Linked DNA regions of Mus musculus: regions 1 and 3 are each linked to region 2. Evidence: chromatin contacts called from public promoter capture Hi-C data. All regions are on one chromosome and are shown on one strand. The core of a region is the stretch at or near the end of the contact, and the rest is flanking DNA. Distances in the headings are between cores, read along the strand shown. Region 1 holds the start of Mfap3l (microfibrillar-associated protein 3-like). Region 2 holds the start of Msmo1 (methylsterol monoxygenase 1). Region 3 holds the start of Ints10 (integrator complex subunit 10).

Region 1 (3,088 bases), core at 178-2,677, 4.1 Mb after region 2:
TGTAAACGTGGTGCATCACACAGAGCCAGGTAATGTAACCAGTCATGTGCTGGGCTCCTCAAACTTGTAAGTATTTTAATAGATGAATATGGGTAGCTGTAGGGGAAAACAGTAACATTACCTTAGAAGGTACAGATTGCATTTTTGTGCATTAGCTCACTGCCTGCAAACTACCTTGCTCTAATTTAGTCTCTCCTGAAAAACAATTCTTTTTCCATCTTGCAGATTTAATCCTGAACATTTTACTATGTTGAGTGTAGTAGCAACTTTAAAAAAAAAGTGTTTTGCCTGGGGGGGGGGGAGTGAGAAAACTTCAAAAACCACTGTTTCTGCAATGCTGATTCCAAGTTCCTAATATAAAGCTAGAGCAAATAAAGATTGCTACAGTAACCACACTTTGAACAAGTGTCTTTCAAAACAATGACGACGGAGCCATAATATTTTCTACAGGGTGAGCAGCTGATGTACCTGCAAACATCTTCTTTTCTTTTTTCCAGTTTGCTTTATAAACCTTGGAATTTGCGATCCCAGGCTAATTTAAAGAGGGAGACAAGCAATTCTCGGGCTTAAAAAGGATTGACTCGGCATTTACTTTTTTAGCCAAAGAAGGACGTTCCCCCATTCCAGGCCACCAGACAATTTGGTGTCAACTTGCTATGGTGGGAAATGCGACAAACTCCAAGAGCTCTCAAGACAAGGAAGCAGCTCTTAGCACCAGCTGCTTCCCACACTCCTGCAGCATCAGGACGCGGCGCTTCGGAGCTCCCCACGCCGCCTTCCGGGCAAAGGCCAGTACACCCTTCCCTGTCTGGGGAAACTGAGGCACCGTGACAAGAACGATCCACAGCTGGGCGAAGAGCCCTGTCTCTGCGTGGCATCCTCCTTCTCCCGGGAGATTGGGAAGGCTCTGTGCTAACGCGCTGTGGACAGCGCGCCCCTGGCCATCAGAAGGTTGTGGCACGAGCCTTGGACGCGACTGTCCCCAACCCGCCGGTCTCCGCCCTGCATGTACTTCCAGCATCCTGCGACCAGCCACGAGCTGGGAGAGCAGGGCACCTCCAGGCGCGTAGCCTCGCCAGCCCAGGCGTCCGAAAGTTCTGCAGCTCGGGCGGCCGCTGACCACAAACCCGGTGCGAGGCTCCCTCCTACTGTAGCCCGCCGCCCAGGCTCGCCCGCCCAGTGCCCTCACTGACCTGACACCGCTGCGCCACTCGGGTGGTCGCCGTGCACCTCTCGCCATGGCCACCCGGGGAGCTCTGCAGCACCGAGCGTGTACCAACCTCCTCCGCCGCCCGCGCCTCTTCTCGATGCGGGTTACGAGCCCCGCCGCCGGGAGCCGGAGCTTCCCACCTACGGGCTCCAGAGCCGGCGAGAGCCGAGCATGCCCAGTGCGGCTCCCGGCGGCGCCGAGGTCCGGTGCACTCTGCACAACCGGGTTTTCGCCGCAGCCGCGGCCCGGGGCGGGCCGCTGCGGGTGGTGGGCTCCGCCCACCCCGGGCTGGCCCTGCAGTCTGCAGGGAAGCATCGTGCTCAGAGAGCCCGGCCTCTGGGCGGGACCGGGCGGCCACTGGGCGGTGCTCCCGCGCTCCACCCTGCCTCTTCCTCCAGACTCAGTGGTGCTAGGGCAGCGTGACTGGTAATTGTGGGGAGGCAGGGCGCTGCCGGCGTTGTCACCTCAACTTTCCGGAGCGTCGCGTCTCAGTGGCGTTCAAGGACACGCAGGCAAAGGCGTCTTCGAATGTCATCTTGGATGCCACGGGCAACCAGCCTACCCACGCATTAACCAACCTAGTCTCTAAGGCTGTCTTGTCACAGCACCTCGCGAGCAGGAGCATATGGGGCCTCCTAGGCGGCCGGCCGCGCTGTCACAGCAAAAGCACAGTGGACGCCTCGAAGTGGCACGACAAGACACAGCAGGGTGTTTGCGGTGGATTCTGAGTGGTGTGGTTCCGCGAAAATTTATAAAACTGCCCCTTAAAATTATTTGCAGTTTCGACATTCTCTCTAAAGAGCAGTTAAGTTGTTCTGATGAGAAAAAATAAGTATTCTAAAAATATTTTTACCACCTACATAAGTTTTCTGTGAACAGTCCTGCAATATTAGTGGATCTCTCCCCTGCCATCCCACACGCATTTAAATATTATGTACCTATCATCTATCTTTCTGTCTGTCTATCTATCTATCTATCTATCTATCTATCTATCTATCTATCTATCTATCTATCTATCTATCTATCTATCTATCTATCATTCTATCTATCTATTTAAGGGAGATCTTGTCAGTTTCTGGGACAGTGACCAAGCTCTTCTTCCCTGGCTCTTCTATCCTGGCCCCCTCCGGCCACGCCCCACACCGTGTTTTTTTTTTTTTTTTTTTTAAGAAGGGTAGCCCCGCCCCCACACCTATGTTGGTCATAGGCTGCTGGAAAAACACGGAGAGTTGGATTAAGCAAATTAACGCTACTAAAGTGGCTCAGGCTGTCAGACCCCGCGTATTCCACTCTGAGTTAGGAACAGCTGTCAAGATGACAGGAAGCTGTTAACGGGATAGCAGTCGACCTCCTTCTCTGTGACTGACAAACCCAGAGGCAAAGTATTGTCTGTGACCTCAAGCCCTGAGTTCCGCCGCAGAAGTGGCTGCAGGCAACTGAGCATGCTCTGAACAGTGCCAGACTGCTGCACGTGGTTGCCTCTGGCATCTGGCTGCCCAAGGTTGAGGAACATCAAGACACCAGAGCTCAGAAGACAGGAGGAGGGAGCTGCCCTTACAGCAAGCAATAGCATGGGTACGTGGGACGAACGGACGAACGCTGGTGCAGAGGGATTTATGTGCCAATGGATGCACGGGCTCTCGTTTCTAAGCATATCAAAACCTAGTCCTTCTCCAAAAGCCTGAGAAATGGAAATCATACTTGAACATTAGTTTCCATAGCATCTTAGCTCAACGAACCTCCCTGCCTCTTTCAAAAACCTAATCCGTTCAAGTTTTCAGTAACCATTCTGTACAGTTGTAGCTGAGAACCACACGGAATCTGTCTCCCTTTGTTCCAGTCAGTCATGTGTATTCTTGTAAAGTATTTTGGTATTCG
Region 2 (3,576 bases), core at 479-2,978:
AAGATTGGCTTCCTGTCACCACATTATCTCTAGATAGGCTTTCACAAGTGGTGTAAAAGGAGCCTAGAGCTGTAGTCTAAGCGCTCCTGTCTTTGGGCACTCACACTAGCGTTACACAGGCTTGGTTCTTAGCTCATCTGCTGGTTTAGGTCCAGGTCTTGACACCTAGGGAGCAGATAACTCCCTTGACTTAGAACCAATTTCTACCTGTGGAACTCAGCCCCCTAGAATGTTAAGCATAAACTCTACCCCTGAGCTGCCTTGCCAGGGCCTCAGCATACATGTGCCCCTCCCCCTAGCCTCTCTGAGCTTTGTTCTCAATCTGCAACACGGGAAATGCTGGCATCCCTCAGCTATTGCAGGATCTATATTGCACTAGTACCCTATGGTCCATGTGCAGAGATTTATTAAAAGATAGTTGCCAGGCTCAGTCAGCACAAGCCTGAGCGTATGAGGTTAACCCTCAGCAGCACAAAGCAGAAGGAAGCACAAACTCCCCTTGTGAACACACACTCACAGACAGACACTAAATGAGATAAAAAGAATAGAACTTTGAAAAAAGCTTCACTTATTAAAGTACGTGGGGGGCAAGATGGATGATCCAAGGCCTGAGGACTAGAGGTCAAGGCCGTCCTTAGGTTACGTATCCAGCTCAAAGGCCAGACTATAACTCGAGACCTGTCTTAAGGAAGATCGAAATCTAATACACAAAATTGTCCATTACATATAAATTGTCAGGTTACCTTAATATCATTTTCATATTTATGTCTCAAAAATATTATTAACATGAAAATTTAATTCCTAGTTTTATTAATCTGATTACAATAAATATTAGAAAGTGATTTTTTTAAAAACTCCAGGGTAGCCTAAAAAAAATCCAACTTACATCACTGATTTTGTTTTTATTATTTTATATTATTTGAAAATGTCATCCATCTATACAGTTTATCTTGACCATATTTTCCCCTCATTCCCCAACTATAACTCCCTCAAGCCCCATCATACCTATCTGTCTATCTCTCTGTCTCTCTAGCTTTCTGTGTCTCTGGCTCTGTGAGTGTAAGAAAAAGGATACATTAATAAATTTGAAGAATAAATTTAGTATGTAAAAATTAATTATTTATAATGGAATTCAAACTATTATAACTAAACTATATGATATGTGGACCAGTTTAAAGTGAAAATAAATGTAGTATTCATACTAGTATAAATAATAAGAAATAAGTGTCATTTTCAAAAAAAAAAGAAAGATCGAAATCCAGAATAAACTACAGGAAAGCAAGACCAAAAACTCAAATCAGTCTTTAAAACATATATACCACTTTTTTCCCCGGGTTCTGGATGAAGCCAAGCCAATGTGAGTAGCAAGATGCTACAACCCAGCGCACCCACAGCACTGGGCGCCTAGGAACCCACCGCTTGGTTGCCAAGGCGACGCCGGGTCCGCGCGGCTGCCCCGCCCCGTCACGCCGTCACGCGCTCGCGCGGCGCCCCGCCTCCAGCTGCGCTGCCGCGCGGACGACTGGCTGGCCGCGCGGGTCTCACTATTCTCACTCCATCCGCGCAGCCAATGACTGGCGCCGCTAGGGCTTCGTTGACTTGAGTCACACGCTGCCGGGCCTTAGCACGGACCAATCACTGCACGGCGAAGGCAGGGCGGGAGTGGGGCGGACCAATTACGACAGGCGAGCCGGGGCCCGGCCTCCGGGCCCTGCCCCTGAGCCGGCAGAGGTAGTGAGGAGGCCGCTGCACCTGCCAGGACTTGCGCTTAGACCGCTGTCTGTCGCGGGGACGCCAGGTAAGGCGCTCTCTAGCCTGATCCGGGTGGAGGGCGACTGAGACGGGGACCAGCAGGGTGGTGTCCGGCTGAGGCCGGTAAGGATGCGGTGGGAAGAACCTGGGTGGGCTGTGCGAGACTCCAGGCAAGGAGCCTAGGTTCTCAAGTGATGCAACTGGAATGACAACACTTCCTGCCCTTTAAAGAGTTTGCAATCACCTGGAGTCTGGTTCATTGACTTGAGTCTTAAAAACTTTTTACAAAAACACCATCACCAAGTGGGGGAGTAGGGTGTGTTCTGTGTTTGTGGATCTAGGAAGCTGTCCCAGAGGTATTGTAGGATGTGGCTCCATGTGAGAGAGGGGTGCATGGACGAGAGGTCTGGGCTTCACATTAGGAGAATTACCCGCGCTTGAACCATGAAGGTTTAAACTTATGTTTAAATGGATCCTGACCCTGTGCCTAAGGCTTCTCTAAGCTGCAGTGCCGAAAGAGGGGCTGGGATCGTCAGCCAGGAGTTAAGTTATCCTACGAATACATTTTTTTTTTCATCCTTTTTATTTTTTGAAATCCGAGGATCTAGTCTACCTGATTCAGATCGAATTTCCAGGCAAGCAGGCTGCTCAAAACTGAAAAGGCAGGATATTCATTTCAGCAAAGCCTGCTTTCCCCTCTCCTGTCTGATCACTTTATCTGACACTTTGTTTAAAACTACATGCCCTGTTTTCCTCTCCTCATTACGGAGCGTGAACTTGAGGTAACTGAACGCTGTCTCAGCATTGTGTGGAAGTTGGGAGACTTAGTCGAGGATGCCGAGTTAGAGACTAGAACAGCTCTTTTGGAGGTGATGAAGTTTCTCAAGTTAGGCATTAAAGCGTGTTTGCGATGGGCACCTGAGGCACTGTAGGATGCATTCAAGTTTGATCCAGGCCAGCAGCCTTTTGGGTAATCAGAATCTAAATCAGGATAAGAGTTACAGATGATGGGTATCAACCAGCATTCCATGAGACTAGGAAAAATGTCAAATGGAGAAATGTCAAATCTTGATGGTTGCTGAGTGTGTGGGCGAACACTGGTAATCTCAGCAGGGTATCAGGAGTTCAAGGTCGTCCTTAGTTTCATAGTTTTAAGCCCAACTTAAGACACAGATCTTGAGACACAGAGAGACAGGCAGAGAGAGAGAGAGAGAGAGAGAGAGAGAGAGAGAGAGAGAGAGAGAGAGAGAGAGAGAGAGAGGAGAGAGAGGAGAGAGAGAGAGAGACAGACAGACCTGGGGCACTTTGTGAAATTTTTTTTAAGAGTAAGTTGAGCATACGGATAGAAATAGAAAACGATGGGGAGTGAGAACATACCGCCAGTGTGAGCAGCCTTTTCAGGGGGCCTGGGTAAGCTGTACTCCTCCACTCCCCATCCGTGCAACTTTGTACTGTTATTCATTTATCCTAAGCCTCAGCTCATCATTTGAAAACCAAGGATCATAGAAGTTCCTCTATTTCACAGCGAGGCAAGGGTTTAGCTTAAAATGACAGCATATACTGGGTATGCAGAAGGTGCTCAATAATTGTTAGCTTATTTTAGATGCTGTGTGCCAGGTCTTATGTTCAGTGCTTAACATGATATTTATTGAGGTTTCCTGACAAATTATTATTATAGTATTATTATTAATATTATTGTCTTTTTTTTTTTTGAGACAGGGTTTCTCTGTATAGCCTTGGCTGTCCTGGAACTCACTCTGCCCCTGACTCCCAAGTGCTAGGTTTAAAGGCATTGCAGCACCACTGCCTGGTGGCAATTTTTTT
Region 3 (3,270 bases), core at 137-2,636, 4.1 Mb before region 2:
ATATATATATATATATATATATACATACATATATATAATTTGTGGAAACAGATATTTAGGCTATCCTTTTTAAAGAGTAATTTGATAGATGATGAATTGTACATATCCCTTAGCTACAAAACATCAAAATATGGGTGCAGAATTACTCACTGACATTCCAAACATAAATAAATTGGAAATTAACCATGCACCCAGAAAATGATACATGGCCATTAAGAACATCAGTTGTCTCTATAGACTAGACCCAGAGGGTCCACAACAGCGGGTTATGAAAGTACACTTCAGGGTAGAATGGCCTCGCTTTTATCAGCTACCCAGTGTATGTATGTATACATATGGAGACACACAAAACTTAGCTCTGGGTTAGAAGGGATTTCACATTTCATTCTATCAATTGCTGTCTGAATGTTTGTAATGAGCCTATGATAAATCACTGGCTACAAATTTGGGGATTAAAATACAAGAATTAAAAAGTCGTCTCTGTAGAACGCCTGTTGGCAATTAAGGCCTGAATTCTGGGTACCAGGGAAGAGGATGATCTTGCAGAGCCCCGACTGCTACTATCAATTGTTCATATCTGAAGAGGACCCCTTCAGATATCAACAATAGCTCCCAGAACGATCCCAGTTAACTCACATGTCATACAGCAACCTCCCTGCGGTGGCAGTCCTCTCGGCATTCCGTTCGATGGTGTACATTTCATACTGAAACAAGGCAGACAGGGTCAACGGCTTCCACGGTGGTAGCTGGTCCAGCTCCAGCCCACCTGCAGCACTGCTCAGAGGTGGGCCTTCACCCAGAACACCCACGAAGGGAAATGAGAGCCTGGTGGCCCAGAATTCACCCCATCTGCAGGGCTTCTAGGATCAAGTGGAGTAGAAACGTCCCCAAAGAAGCAGCAACTGAACAGATGGCTGCTACCATGATCAATGAATGAATGCCCTGGGCCCTAGTGGCAAAGATGCACTGTACAGGATCAACCAGACCCGGATTTACTGTATGGTTTCCGCCTTTGCAGGTGCTGGGGAAAAGGTTGGTCAACTGTCCTGTGGAGCAGGGTAGGAGCAACGTGGGGAGGGGGACAGCGGCCGCGCAAAGCGCCCAGGGCCACTGGGCTCGGCCAAACGCTCTCTTCCGCGCGTGCGGACGCGCCGGGTCTGACTCACCTGGATGTTGAAGTCGGCCGGGTAGAGGCTGCGGGCCGTGATCAGCCATGCCTTGGCTGCCCACAGGTCCTGGGGCACTAGTTCCCGGGCTCGCTGCACCAGAAACTCACAGTCGCCCTGGGCCGACATGGTCCCGGGTTTTTGCCCTTCCAGTAGGCGACACTAGGGCGCCGCCAACCCCCAGGTGGCCACTGCGCATGCCCAGAGACCAGCCAACCACAGGCCGCAGAGGTTCTGTAGAGTCCTATGGAAACTACGGAGACCTGGATTTTCATTACTCGGATTGCCATCCGTCGATGGTAGCGCGCCGCTGACCGCCTGGGAGTAAGCGTCAGAGTCGGCAACCCTGTGCTCCAGGTTCTTGCGTTCTCCTTTGATTCCAGCCCGGGTTTGAAGGTCCGCGACACGCTCAGACACGGAGCGGCGGTCCTTCGGTGTAAATAAACCTGGTGCCCAGGGTTAAGGTGTAGTTTCGAAGTGTCGCGGAGGGCTGGGCCTGGACTGTGCAAGACGACCCCACCCTCGCATGCGGAAAGACCCTGGATCGCCTGTTGCTTTTGAGCTTTGCCAACATCTTTGCCCCTGCCCCAGGCATTATTTCGCCTGAATCTTATTCTTTTTCTCCTATACGGAAAAATTAGCATTTAGAAGATGCTCGGCTGGATGTCCGAACCACCTGCTCTGCAAGAGTTAAAAAAAAAAACAAAAACAAAAACAAAAAAAAACAAAAAAACAAAAAAAAAACAAAAAAACTTTGATCATTTGAACAATGGAAAATAGCTGCAGTATAAATCGGTACCGAAATCCTGGCTTTGGTTTTGCATTTGAACAACCACAATAACAAAACAGTCCCCCTGTTCTGTTGACAAGGCAATATTCATTTATTGAATTGGAAGTGTCCGGAAAGTGAATTGCTAGCTTTGGTTTTCCGTCTAAGTGCATGTATATATATATATTTCTTATAGGTGTTTGTATATAGTTCCTATCAACTGTAGCCATCATTTGCCACTTAAAACCAGGACATCGAAGAATTCAGAGCTGGTTTTCTTTTCTTTTTTCCTTTGAGACATTCGGTCATGGCCCAAGCTGACCTTAAACTTGGCAAGTATACGAGGATGATCTTAAACTCCTGATTCCTGACTTCCATCTCCAAAGTGCTGGAATTAAGGACATGTGCCTGTTCTGATTAATTTTTTTTTCTTTAACAAAGAAATTAGGAATTTACTTATTTAAGTAAAAAATACAGATATTAAAAATAAATATGAATATAAACATTACAATAGTGAATTGCAGTTCTTGGATGAAGCTTTGTTTATGTCAAAGATTATTTGTGAAGAGAAGGGACATAGGCTACGAAACAAAACTATTTGGGGCAATAAACATCTACATCATCTCTGATATCTGACCTAACTGTCTTCTTCCAGATAAGCTTTTTAGGAGGGATCTTTAAGCCTGGAAGACTTGAAGCTCCAGTAACCTTCAAGTTAAGAATGAAATAATACCTGGTCTTTATGGAAGAGGTTTCCCAACCTTTCTCTAGCCCAGCTACCCGATGTCTATGCTGGCAAATGCATTGATCTGTTGCTCTCTTTTGTTCTGTGATCCTAGAAGCTCAGGTGGCTTCCCTACCGTGAACATATCATCCAAGGCAAGGTGAGACCTGGCCAAACCATCTCATTCATATTAAGCTTTGAATGAACTTTCTTTTAAGTTCCTTTATTGTTTTATATCGATCTTATTTATAGAAATGTAAAAATACAGGCTTGCTAATGAATAATTTATAAACAAGTAGTAAAAATTTGTGGTGAATTAGTGTGCTGATTCAAAAAGTGCAGAGACAGAGGGGTGTCGTTTTAGGTAAAACACCAAAAAATGTCAAACTCAAGTTTGGTTATCCTGAATTTTTAAAGGAAGTCTGAAAATTTAGCTGGCCATAGTGGCTCAAACCTTTTATACCAGTACTTGGAACAGAGGCAGGTGGACCTCTGTCACTTCAAGGCCACCCTGGTTTATTTAGGCAGTGTCAGGCTAACCAAGGCAAAGAACAGAAAGAGAAACCAAAGAGGCTGGAAAGATGGCTCAGCCACCCTGGTTTATGTAGGCA

The links. Promoter capture Hi-C pulls out the DNA fragments that hold promoters and counts their contacts.
Region 1: a contact with region 2 is called in a promoter capture Hi-C map of pre-B cells. The contact joins the promoter of Mfap3l here to the promoter of Msmo1 in region 2.
Region 3: a contact with region 2 is called in a promoter capture Hi-C map of pre-B cells, with 6 times the contacts expected there. The contact joins the promoter of Ints10 here to the promoter of Msmo1 in region 2. A contact is called at or near these places in 3 of 39 promoter capture datasets (cranial neural crest, liver and pre-B cells) and 1 of 484 Hi-C or Micro-C datasets (pre-B cells).

What each region holds. Positions count from the first base shown.
Region 1 is chr8:60,631,164-60,634,251 of GRCm38.p6, reverse strand. It overlaps Mfap3l (microfibrillar-associated protein 3-like), which reads right to left and starts at 1,427. Exons shown (of 3, transcript NM_027756.5): 1 at 1,194-1,427. It overlaps Gm34730 (a long non-coding RNA gene), which reads left to right and starts at 2,397. Exons shown (of 3, transcript XR_379010.3): 1 at 2,397-2,785.
Region 2 is chr8:64,731,730-64,735,305 of GRCm38.p6, reverse strand. It overlaps Msmo1 (methylsterol monoxygenase 1), which reads left to right and starts at 1,728. Exons shown (of 6, transcript NM_025436.3): 1 at 1,728-1,798.
Region 3 is chr8:68,792,045-68,795,314 of GRCm38.p6, reverse strand. Ints10 (integrator complex subunit 10) reads right to left here and starts at 1,386. Exons shown (of 17, transcript NM_027590.4): 1 at 1,167-1,386; 2 at 637-704. The coding sequence starts at 1,295.